Linked DNA regions of Mus musculus: region 1 is linked to region 2. Evidence: chromatin contacts called from public HiChIP or PLAC-seq data. All regions are on one chromosome and are shown on one strand. The core of a region is the stretch at or near the end of the contact, and the rest is flanking DNA. Distances in the headings are between cores, read along the strand shown. Region 1 overlaps Pnpla6 (patatin-like phospholipase domain containing 6). Region 2 overlaps Arhgef18 (rho/rac guanine nucleotide exchange factor (GEF) 18).

Region 1 (5,789 bases), core at 1,536-4,035, 110 kb before region 2:
GCACCTTATTCAATCTTCAGGTCTATACAGGCATATTCCATAGACTGTTCAGGGAAGGTGTGGCCAGTGTGGTTAATTCCATCTCAAGTATGTGTGTATTCACACATGTTCATGTGTTCTGCCTATGTAAGCACCCGAGAGAACAGGTGTGCATAGGGAGCTGGTGTGCACATGTAGAAGCGTGATCTCTATGCATGTGCACGTGTAACTAGGCTCCAGCTCTTGTCCCTCATATGCCAGCCTCTCTGTGTCCACTGTGACACATGAGAATGGAAAGGCACTTCATTTCCTGTAGCTCAGGCTTGTCTGGAACTTGCTCTGTAGCTTAAAATGGCCTTGGATTCCCAATCCTGCTGCTTCAATCTGAATCCTGGGATAATGGGTGAGCAGCATCATGCCTGGCTTTGTGTGAGCAGAGGATATAGAATGTAGACCTCTGCTCATACTAGGCAAATTCTCTACCAAATGAGCATATCTTACTTTTAATTAAAAATAATATATATTTTGAGATAGGGTCTCATGCAGCCCAGGATGGCCTTAAATCCATCATGTAGCTAAAGAAAGCCTTGAACTTGTTTGTTTGTTTGTTTTTCAGACAGGGTTTCTCTGTTTAGCCCCTGGGTGTTCTGGAACTCACTCTGTAGACCAGGCTGGCCTTGAACTCAATAATCCACCTGCCTCTGCCTCCCAAGAGCTGTGATCACAGTGTGTGCTACCGTGTCTGATGTTTGTACTTTTCAAATGTTCATGTTACTGTCCACATACACTCGTATATCTGTATGCATGAATATATGCATGCATGCATGCATGTGTGTCAGTCTATAACTCTGTGCAAAGCTGTGTGTGTCCTCTTGAGCTTCTCCATTCATATAGACCTGTCCCTTCCAGTCGGCATGTGCAGAAGTCAGTGTGGGCATGTGTCTGGTGATAAGTGTCCATGCAGATGTGAGTGGGCAGCCACTTGCCTGGCAGGTTGTTGATGTAGCCACCATCCATGAGCAGGTGCCCATCCTTTGGGTCGCACAGCGGGGGTAGGTAGCCCGAGAGCGTCATGCTGGCACGTACATACCGCCACAGGGAGCCTGCCCGGTGGGATACACAGACACAGACACGCACAGACACGCTCAGACACACTCGGAGGCCCGGCCAGCCTGTGGGCTCGCTGACCTGGAACGTTGTTAACGTAACACCCGTCCACCAGCAGGTGCCCGTCCTTGGGGTCGCAGAGTGGGGGCAGGTAGGGACAGTAGGAGGCACTGGCCCGGACGTAACGCCACACGCAGCCTGTGGGGGATGGCGGGAGGGGGTGAGGTGTCCGACAAGCCTCCCGGCTCCCCACCCCCAGAGAGCGGACATACCTGGGGCCTTCGGGACATTAGTGGGTGATGGTTAGTGATCGGTGGACGGGCCCAGGTGGACGGTCACTTGTGTTAACAACGTCCCAGATGCTCAGCTGCCCCTCCCCTTACAACCCATCCCCACACAGCCGGCCAACAAGGTTGTAGCAGGGCTTGGCAGGATGGCACCCACCATCTTTGTGGACGCGCATGGCAGAGGCAGTGATGTCTGTGGTCACATTGAAGTAAGGCAGCCACAGGTCCTGGGAAGGGGTGAGAACCAAAGTGGAAGATGGTGGAAAACCCCGGGGAAGAGGCAGCAGGGCCAGGGGTAGGGGACGGACATACCTCAATCTGCTTATCCTGGAAGACACGGTGGATACTTCTGTTAAAGGCTGAGCCAGTAAACATGGAGGTGACAGGATATGTGAGGTCCAATACAGGCTCCAGTACAGAAGTCATGCTCTAGGAATCAAATGGTCAAAAGCAGTTGCTTAGTCACAGAGAGATCGTGGCTCCAGGAATATCCACATACACACAGGGCTGGAGAGTGTCAGTCAATACAATGATTGCTCTAGTCCAAAGTCCCAGTGCCCTACCCATACTACCGGATCAGGCTATGGCATCTTCACACATCCCCCTGCGTTTCTTGGGCCCTGCAACCCCATCTCCTCACACCCCCCACAAAACACACCTTGGCCCACTCCCGGGCTCGTTGTTTAGTTCGGCTGGCGCTGCGTTCCTCGGCATACAAGGCCCCAATGAAGGAACCTATGGATGTGCCTCCCACAAGGTCGACTGGGACTCCTGCCTCCTCTAATGCCTTCAGCACCCCAATATGCGAGCAGCCTCTGTAGAATAGAGGGGAGTCGGTGACAAGCTGGGGATCTCTGGGGACCTACCCCCAGGAATTCTCTTCTCACTTCCCCTCCTGAAAAAAAAAAACACACTAACCAGGCTGTGGGGGTGTCTCCCGGGTAATAAGCTCCACCCCTTACACATCCTTAGGACACAGTAAGGAAGCTGTGTCTTCTACTTAGCCTGTCTCTTACCTGGCTCCGCCCCCACCCAGCACCAGAGCAATAGTGTTTCCTGTGAGTACTCGTGCCAAGCGGGAGAAGTCGCTGTGACGGTCTGCACGCCTGGAGAAAACCTTCTCATACAGCTCATGCTGGGATCCAGGAGAGAATAAAGATGTGTTAGACTGAGGTAACAAAGAACAAGTCTAGGGGACCACTCAGGCACATACTCATCTTTGCTACCTACCCCTCACCTCCACTCCCGCAATTGGTTCAGGCTCTGTCTCAGCTCTCTGGTCCTGCCCAAGCCCTGGTCCTGCCCGACTGTGGGGCATGCTGTACCCCTAAACTACAACCTTTGGCAGATGTACCAAATGCCACTCAAGGTGGAAGAGGGCGTGACACCAAGCCACGCCCACAGGCAAAGGGGTGTGTCCCCAAACTGGAACAGGAAGCAGCAGAGGCGTGCCACTCAGGGCCTTTCTTCAAGCCACGCCCAAGCCTCGGTCCCAGATGGAAGAACAGTTATTCTCTGGCCCCAACCCCCACTGGAGGAGAGTATCCCTCAAATTATACACCTAAGCATTAGGTGTGTTTCCTAAGGCTCTTCTTCATATTACACCCAAACCCGACCCCTGAGGTAGAAGACAGATTGTTCCCCTGGGTTCCTTTTTTAGGTTCCCACCCCTTACAAGTTTCGCTGGGCTGCGCCGTGAGAAGAGGCGGCGAGGACAGCGCAGGTGCAGGTGCCCTGAGCACCAGCTGCGCATGTTGAGCCACTCTACAGTGCGCGTGGGACCAGGGCCTTCCTCCCGGTGCAGCAAAACCAGTTGCTTCAAGGCACGGACAGCAGTGTTCTCTAACATTTGCTCCAGCTATGGAAGACAGAGACAGGTGGAGGTCATTGATACCTTCTCTACCCACACCCGGCAAAGCTCAGCTCCCTCACAGAACAGCAGCATGAGTGTACATGGCCTTCCACAGGCACGGAAGGACAAGGGATGAGATCCTGAGGGGAAGACTGAGGTGTATGTGTGGGTAATCAGTGCATACAGTCTCCAGACCTGGCCAACAGTGGGTTCCTGGTCCCCCAGGCCCACAATGAGGATGCAGTCGGCCTGGCGCAGACAACGGACGGTCCAAGGCGTCAGGGATGTGTCAGTTTGGTAGAGCACAATGCGATGGGCATCTTCCTGCTGGGCCAACCACCCTGACAGCCGGAATTCTTGAATGCTGAGATATAATGAGGGAGGGTCATCCTGGAGCCGGCCTGGAGTCCCACAACCTCTCCCAATATAGAGATAGTGCAATTCTACTGCTGGGAATATTTAGATAATTCCAGGTCCCAACAATTAAAATGCACGCCAAGGCAGGGAGTGGGGTTGAAATGGGGACTCAGGTGTTGCAAAGGCATATATATATATGTATATATATATATTTATTTTCACATATATTTGTTTTGCATTACTTTGCCACATGAAATCAACAATGTTAATGCTCAAGAACCACATAAGCAAGTTACAAAGAAAAAAAAAAACCCAAACAATTTTTTTAAAATCCTCATAATATTTTAAGTTTGCTTTGAGCCACAGTATCTCACAACTATAAGAGCTGCATATGGCCCCTGGGTTTCCAATTTGACACCCCTGCTACCAAAAGGGATTTGCCCCACATCGTCTCCCTATTGATCCGACAGGCAAGACTCCTCGATTCAGAAGCCTAGTTCTCCAGCCCAATCTGAAAGAATGTCCAACACAGGCCTTCTGCCCTTCCAGCCCCACTCCCCAACCCCCACACACCTATCCAGTGCTGAAGCCCCCAGGAGTGCCCGGATGACGTCACTGTTAAGGAGGAGCGTGGGACCTAGTGGGGTTGAGGAATGGAAGTTAGACAGAGCGCTTGTCACCCATCCCCACGGCTTAGGCTCCGTTTCCCTCGCACCCACCACCCACTCACCCACCACTTAGTACGGGTGACTGGAGTATAGACACACCGTTCCACTGAACAGATTCCCTATCGCTCACCAATAGCTTGCAGAGCATGCTGCAGTTCCAGAGTAAAGGCCATCATGGGCACCTCAGCACACACAGGGAGGATAGCTACAGTAGACAGATTGCTGGCTGGGTTGGTCAGTTCCGAGTGCTGCGGAACACTGAGCCCGGAGCCTGTTGAGACACCAATCAGGGATCGGCTGAGCAACTCTGTGTTCAGAGAGGTATCTTCCTTCTCCCCACCACCTCCTCTTCTACCTATCTCCCTTTCCCCCTCCTCTTCTTCCCCCACTTCTCCTCACCCCCCCCCACTTCCTTTTCATTCCCCTCTATCCCTGCCTTTTGTCATCCTCCCCCCCAGATCCTCACTATTCTTTTTTTTTTTTTAAGATTTATTTATTTATTATATGTAAGTATACTGTAGCTGTCTTCAGACACACCAGAAGAGGGAGTCAGATCTCGTTACGGATGGTTGTGAGCCACCATGTGGTTGCTGGGATTTGAACTCAGGACCTTCGGAAGAGCAGTCAGGTGCTCTTACCTGCTGAACCATCTCACCAGCCCGATCCTCACTATTCTAAGCTATGATAACACCATACAGAGGCCATGGGTGTAGTGCCCCACATACAATTCCATCCTTGGGTGTTTCTTGTTAAGACATGGCCAGCACCCTTTACTCTGGGCCTTAATCTCAGTGAGACCCATTACACAACTTTGTTGCAGTTCTTTTCTGATATGTGGTCTCACATGGCTGGGAATGACCTTGAAATCCTGCCTCCTGCATCCAACCTCTAAGGGCTGAGATAACAGATGTGTGCTACTATACCCAGCTACCCACCATGCAATGTTAGAACCATTCAAATCCACTGTGCCTACGCAGAGCACATCCCATCCTGACTCAGGCTACTATGTCCCAACACCGACTAAGACAAGAATATACTTGTGACTTTTCAGTTTCTCAGCTACCAGCCTAGATGGAGTTGTCATTTCCATCTCTTGCCAAGGCCTCACTTCAGACTTCAGACTTTACTTGCTGGTTGGTTCGTCTCTCCCATATTGAGTTCACCTTAGTTGAGTTCACCTTAGTGAACTCAAACACTTCCCAAGGCCCTTCTTTCCCTCTAAGGTTACTCCTTGTTGTGGTTCAAAAGCACTAATCCCTGGACTGGGGCTATAGGTCCAAAGCATGACTTAGCATGCACAAAGCTCTGGGCTCCATTCACAACATAAGCCATGTTGTACCATATGCTTGTCACCTATGCACTCAGAAGGTATAAACTCAAGGCCATCCTTGGCTACACAGTGGGTTCAAGGCCAGCCTGAGCAACATGAAACAAAGCTCCAAACCATGAAACCTTGTGTGGACCTTCCTACTTCTCTTCCACATCCAGCTTTAGGTAACCCTGGGATGGCTCAGCCCACAGTCCCCAAAGATCTTCCTT
Region 2 (5,271 bases), core at 436-2,935:
TTATAATAATGTATTTTTTAAAATGCATATTAGTGTTTTGCCTGCATGTGCATCTGTGTACCAAGTTCATGGTACCTGTGGAGGTCAGAAGAAGATATCAGATCCTCTGGAACTGGAGTTATAGGATATTGTAAGCCAGCAGTTAAGTGCCGAGAACCAAACTCTGATCCTCTCAAAAGCTCTGCTCTTATCCTGAGGCAGCCCTCTAGCACAAGTATTTATATCTTATGGTGGATGGGTCCAAAATGACTCTCTCTGTAATGTTTGCAGCCATCAAACCAAATTATGAGCCAGGAGCTCTGCCTTAAACAGTTGTGTGAATTGTGCCTTTAATTTTTAAAAAAATTTATTTATCTTATGTATGTGAGTATACTGTCACTCTCTTCAGACACACCAGAAGAGGGCATCAGATCCCATTACAGATGTTTGTAAGCCATTTTGTGGTTGCTGGGTATTGAACTCAGGACCTCTGGAAGAGTAGTCAGTGCTCTTAACCACTGAGCCATCTCTCTGTATTCTTTTATACTGGGGTTTCATGCTTTTGATTCTCTGGGATTTACATTTCCTGGTGGGACCAATCTTTCTCAAGTACCAAGGCAAGCCAATCCCTAGAGACAATAAAAGACTCACACTGAGGCCTGAGATGGCTCTCTGAGCAAAGGCACTTGCTGTAGAACGTGGTGACCCTGAACGTGGTGACCCGATTTTGAGCCCTGAGACCCACATGGTAGAACTAGAACCAACTGTGGAAAATTGTCTTTTGACTTCCACAAGCTGTTTCACTGCATTTGTGCCCACAAACCAGTCACTAAATAAATGTAAACTTAAAAAAAAATACCCACATATCTCTCATATGGAAAGTTGTAGCTGCCTGTATTACTGCTAATCATGTTCCCCATAAAACTGCTTACAGGAGAGAGTGTCTGCACTTAGCTTCTGGGAACCTGCCCCTAGTTGGTTCTGATTGGTAAATAAAGATGCCACCAGCCAATAACTGGGGAGGACAGACAGAGACGAGATTTTATGATTCTCGGGGTGGGTGGGTGGGTGGTGGTGGAGGAGGAAGAGGAGGGAAAGGAAGAAGAGGAGGAGGAGGTGATCATCCAGGAGAATGTGAAGGAGAGGAGAGACAACGCCATGCCTGAGAAGAGTGTGAGACAGAGAGGCATGGCAGCCATGTGAAGGACCAGGAGAACCCGGCTCAGAGCGCTGCCCAACTGGGTCTAGAGCAACCCAGATAGAACATAGACTTAAGTAAGTAGTAACTCATTATCAGTGGGTTATCAGCGGGAGGTAGATTCCAGCAGCAGTGGAAGTTAGGCAGTGGCCCCACTATTGTGCTATTTAAAGCATAGTAAAATGTAAAGGCTGTATATGTGTCTTTCACTCTGGAACATAAGCTACTGAGGTGGGTACTGCCCCTCGACGGGATTTATTAATTAATATTCAATACTACACAAAGTGGCCAAGCCATAGTCAACACTCATAGGCCCGGTCTATGTAGCTATGGGTCATCAGCATGCTCTGATATCTACCTCACAAGCTTGTTGCTCCTGCAGTCACAACAAGTTTCTCACGATGCTTGGCTTTAACCGTTTACTGGGCACATGACCTACAATCAGTCACCCGGGAAGAGTCTCAATGAGGAACCATCACACTGGATGGGCCTGTGGATGTGTCTGGGGGTGGGGGTGGTCCAGCCTACTGCAAGCAATGCTACTCCCTAGGCAGGGGTCTTGACCTGTGTAAGAGTGCAGACAGCAGGCTAAACCCAGGCGGGCAAGTCAGTCTGCCTGCACTTGCTTGTTTCTCTCTGCTCTTGAGTGTAAGTGCAATGTGACTAGTGGACTGACTTCCCAGGACTTCAACCTATAACTGTAAGCTGAAACAAATCCCTTTCTCCCCTAAGATGCTTATCACAGGAGCGAGATGCAATTAAGATACCTCCCTTCCATAAACTTCTGTCATTAACAGGAGTTGCCATTAATGTGAGCCATACTCGGTAGCCCAGGCTGACTTGAGGCTCCATGTTGGCTTTGAACTCAAGACAATCCTCCTGCTTCAGTCTCTCAGAACACCATTGGTTCCCACCCACCTTCTTTCCCAGCTGTACTCTAGGCTACATTCTGTCTGCTTCTATCATCTCAAAGCCAAGTACGAGACTATAAGGCAAGGTTCTCAACCTTCCCAATGGGAACCATAAGGTAAAAGGGCAGCAAAGATAAAATATAGATTTGGAAGGTGTTGAGCCAGGAATACCAGAAGGAAGCATGTGCCACAGGGAGGTTTAAGAAGTGCCTGGCCATTGAGCTAGTCAAGGCATATCAAAATCAGCTGGCGTGAGTGTGTGTGTGTGTGTGTGTGTGTGTGTGTGTCTTTCATTCGTGAATCCAGAGAGCTCTTAGGCAGCTGTGATGTGTGTGACCTACTTGGAGCCAAACTGGTTTAACTAATTCACCACGTCACTACCCCTTCTCCCCAATATAAAATTATTTCCATTGACACTTCATAACTGTATATCTGTGTTTTCTGATGGCCTTAGGCAACTCCCATGAAAGGGTCATTGGACACCCCTCCCCACCTATCAAACTGAACCCTGTCCATTCTTGCTTCTTCTAGAAAAAGCTACCCATGAGGATTTTGTCTACATTTCTGCTTTCTCCCAGTATGCCCTGTATGCAGTGCTGTGCTGCCCGTTTCTAGTCAGTTGTGAGCTAGGCTTCCTCTGTGACAGTTCCTCCAGTGGTTGCACGTCGTATATCACACCTGATCAAACAGGCCCAGCCATTCTCCACACACCAGCGGCCCAGAGACCTGGAGGTCTGCCTGCTGGGACAAATGAAACCATGTGTTTCTCTCTCACTTCTTCTAAACAGCATTTACCATGCTACACAGGATGGAAGCCTTGTGCTGCTTTGGAAAATGTTAAAAGAATTGGCTCAGCAGGTTAGGAATGCTTGCAGTGAAAGCAAGAGAACTGCGTGTATGTCACCAGCATTCTCGTAAAAGCCGTGCATGCCTGGAACCTGTGTTGTCACGTGCAGACAGCAAGACTTTGCTGGACAGCTGGCTAGGGTAGCCAAAATAATGAACTTCAAGGTCAGGGGAAGAATGTGTCTCAGAGTCAAGGTGGAGGGGCTTGAGGCACTCAGCAGGCAAGGCACTGGCTGCTCTTCCAGAGGACCTAGGTTAAGATCCCCCAACCCAAGCGGGGCAGTGGTGGTGCACGCTTTTAATTTCTCAGTACTTGGGAAGCAGAGAGCATCAGTATCTCTGAGTTCAAGACCAGCCCTGTCTACAGGGCAAATTCCAGGACAAACTAGCTTACAGAGCAAGTTCCAGAACTACATAGGGAAAAATCAAGACACAAACAAAAACAAAAAGATTCCCTGACCCGAATGACAGCTTACAAACCATGTGACTCCAGCTCTCAGGGGATCTGATGCCTACTTCTGGCCTCCTTAGGATGGCACTGAGCACACGTGGCACACAGATACAACCATTTGCAATTCCAGTTCCAGAGAATCTGATGTCCTGTTTAGGCCTCCATAGGCTCCTCTACATAAACAGTACACATATACAGACATGGAGGCAAACATTCATACACAAAAAATAAATCTTGGGGCTGGTGAGATGGCTCAGCGGTTAAGAGCACTGACTATTCTTCCGAAGGTCCTGAGTTCAAATCTCAGCAACCACATGGTGGCTCACAACCATCCGTAACGAGATCTGACACACTCTTCTGGAGCGTCTGAAGACAGTGTACTTACACAGAATACATAAATAAATAAATAAATCTTTAAAAAATAAATCTTAATAAAAACTGAGGTGGAGACTGGCTGAGGAAGGTGCCGGATGTTGACCTCTGGCTTCTGCGTGCACAAGGAAGGGTAAGTGCCACATGCACATCCACACTCCCACAGAAACGCTGTAATCATCCTGGATATGTGTTAAAGCTGTGCCAAAATGGACCGTTCACAGCAGTGCAGTCCGTGGAAGTCAGTAGTAGAAACTGCTCAATCATCTACCAGCCCACTGGTCACAGCTGACTCCAGTGTGCTCCAGTGTAGCCAGGGAAATGCTGTCTAGCTATCGAAGAACACAACCATGCTCTGCAGGCAAGTCAGGTCCAGCAAAAAGGAAGGCTCAGTGGGGAAAAGTACTTGATGCCTGACAAACCGAGTGTGTGGAAAAGCTAAATTTGGGGCTAAAGAGATGGCTCAGTGGTCAAGAGCATGCACTGCTCCTGCAAAGGACCTGAGTTTGGTTACCAGCACATACACTGGATGGTTCATAACCATCTGTAACTCCAGCTCCAGGGGACCTGGAAACCCCGTGCTTTCTTGAGCACAAACATACATGTACACACACCCACACACATTCACATGCTCTAAAATAAAATTAATCTTACAATGAAAGTTGGATGTGATGCATCTGTAACTTCACCAAATCCTATAGCAAGATGGGAGGTGGGTTCAGACCAGCTCCCTGGAGTAGAAAGCGGAGTGGTGGAGAAACCCTTCCCTTGACGAGGTGCAAAGAGAGGACAAATGTCCGGAAGTTTCCTCTGCTCTCCACATACATGTAATGGTGCACATGTATCCACATGCACATAATAGTAAGTAATAATAAAAAAAAACTCCAAATATTTAGAAATCAAACTCAAAAGACTGCTGTTTGCATGAATGCATGGATAGGCAATGTCTAGGCTGGGCAAGGTCCGGGAAGATAATCATGAACATGTATCCCATGCCGGTATCGAACTCCTGATCCTCCTGCCTCCACCTCCTTAGTACTGGGGATGGCTGACAGTTTATGCTGTGCTGGGGCTGGAACCCAGGGCTTGCTCAGTGCATGCTGAAGAAATGCTCTACCCGCTGAGCTACATTTCCAGCCCACCTCTGGAAGTTCTAAACTTGATTATGCTCACTAAAAGCCACTGGGCTGCAGACTTAAGAGACCAGCTGGGCCAGTATGTGAACTGTGCCTCAATAAAGCTGCTAGGCAAACACACACTCACAGCTGGGTTGGGAGCTGCCATTTTTCTGGTCTGAAGCCCATCATTCCATCATTCCACCTGCATGAGTCATTCAGCTCTGAGACAGGAAAACATCTCCTGATGCCTGCTTTCCTAAAGCAGACAGCCATGGGGGGGGGGGGGGGGAGTGTGGAAAACATCTCCTGATGCCTGCTTTCCTAAAGCAGACAGCCATGGGGGGCAGTGTGAGTGTGGTTCAGACCTGGCCACACAGGGAAATGTAGCTTGCTGTT

Evidence for each region. HiChIP or PLAC-seq counts read pairs in DNA pulled down with a chosen protein or histone mark.
Region 1: an H3K27ac HiChIP or PLAC-seq map of embryonic stem cells shows a contact between it and region 2, with 7 read pairs. The contact joins two enhancer-like sites. A contact is called at or near these places in 1 of 484 Hi-C or Micro-C datasets (nephron progenitors), 2 of 115 datasets of contacts at active chromatin or transcription factors (both in embryonic stem cells) and 3 of 9 other capture datasets (adipose tissue, liver and pancreatic islet).

What each region holds. Positions count from the first base shown.
Region 1 is chr8:3,533,262-3,539,050 of GRCm38.p6, reverse strand. It overlaps Pnpla6 (patatin-like phospholipase domain containing 6), which reads right to left. Exons shown (of 35, transcript NM_001122818.3): 22 at 4,381-4,521; 23 at 4,156-4,219; 24 at 3,421-3,589; 25 at 3,049-3,231; 26 at 2,390-2,508; 27 at 2,032-2,188; 28 at 1,686-1,802; 29 at 1,531-1,600; 30 at 966-1,082. Among named protein-coding and RNA genes, the nearest start is that of Pnpla6, 21 kb to the right of the region's middle. Within about 2 kb of position 2,785, at least 30 of the 459 cell types and tissues checked have an H3K27ac peak or open chromatin away from gene starts, as enhancers often do. A contact at or near this core is called in embryonic stem cells, where this site is marked.
Region 2 is chr8:3,418,090-3,423,360 of GRCm38.p6, reverse strand. The region is part of intron 10 of Arhgef18 (rho/rac guanine nucleotide exchange factor (GEF) 18); the gene reads right to left. Among named protein-coding and RNA genes, the nearest start is that of Gm46029, 6.1 kb to the left of the region's middle. Within about 2 kb of position 1,685, at least 23 of the 459 cell types and tissues checked have an H3K27ac peak or open chromatin away from gene starts, as enhancers often do. A contact at or near this core is called in embryonic stem cells, where this site is marked.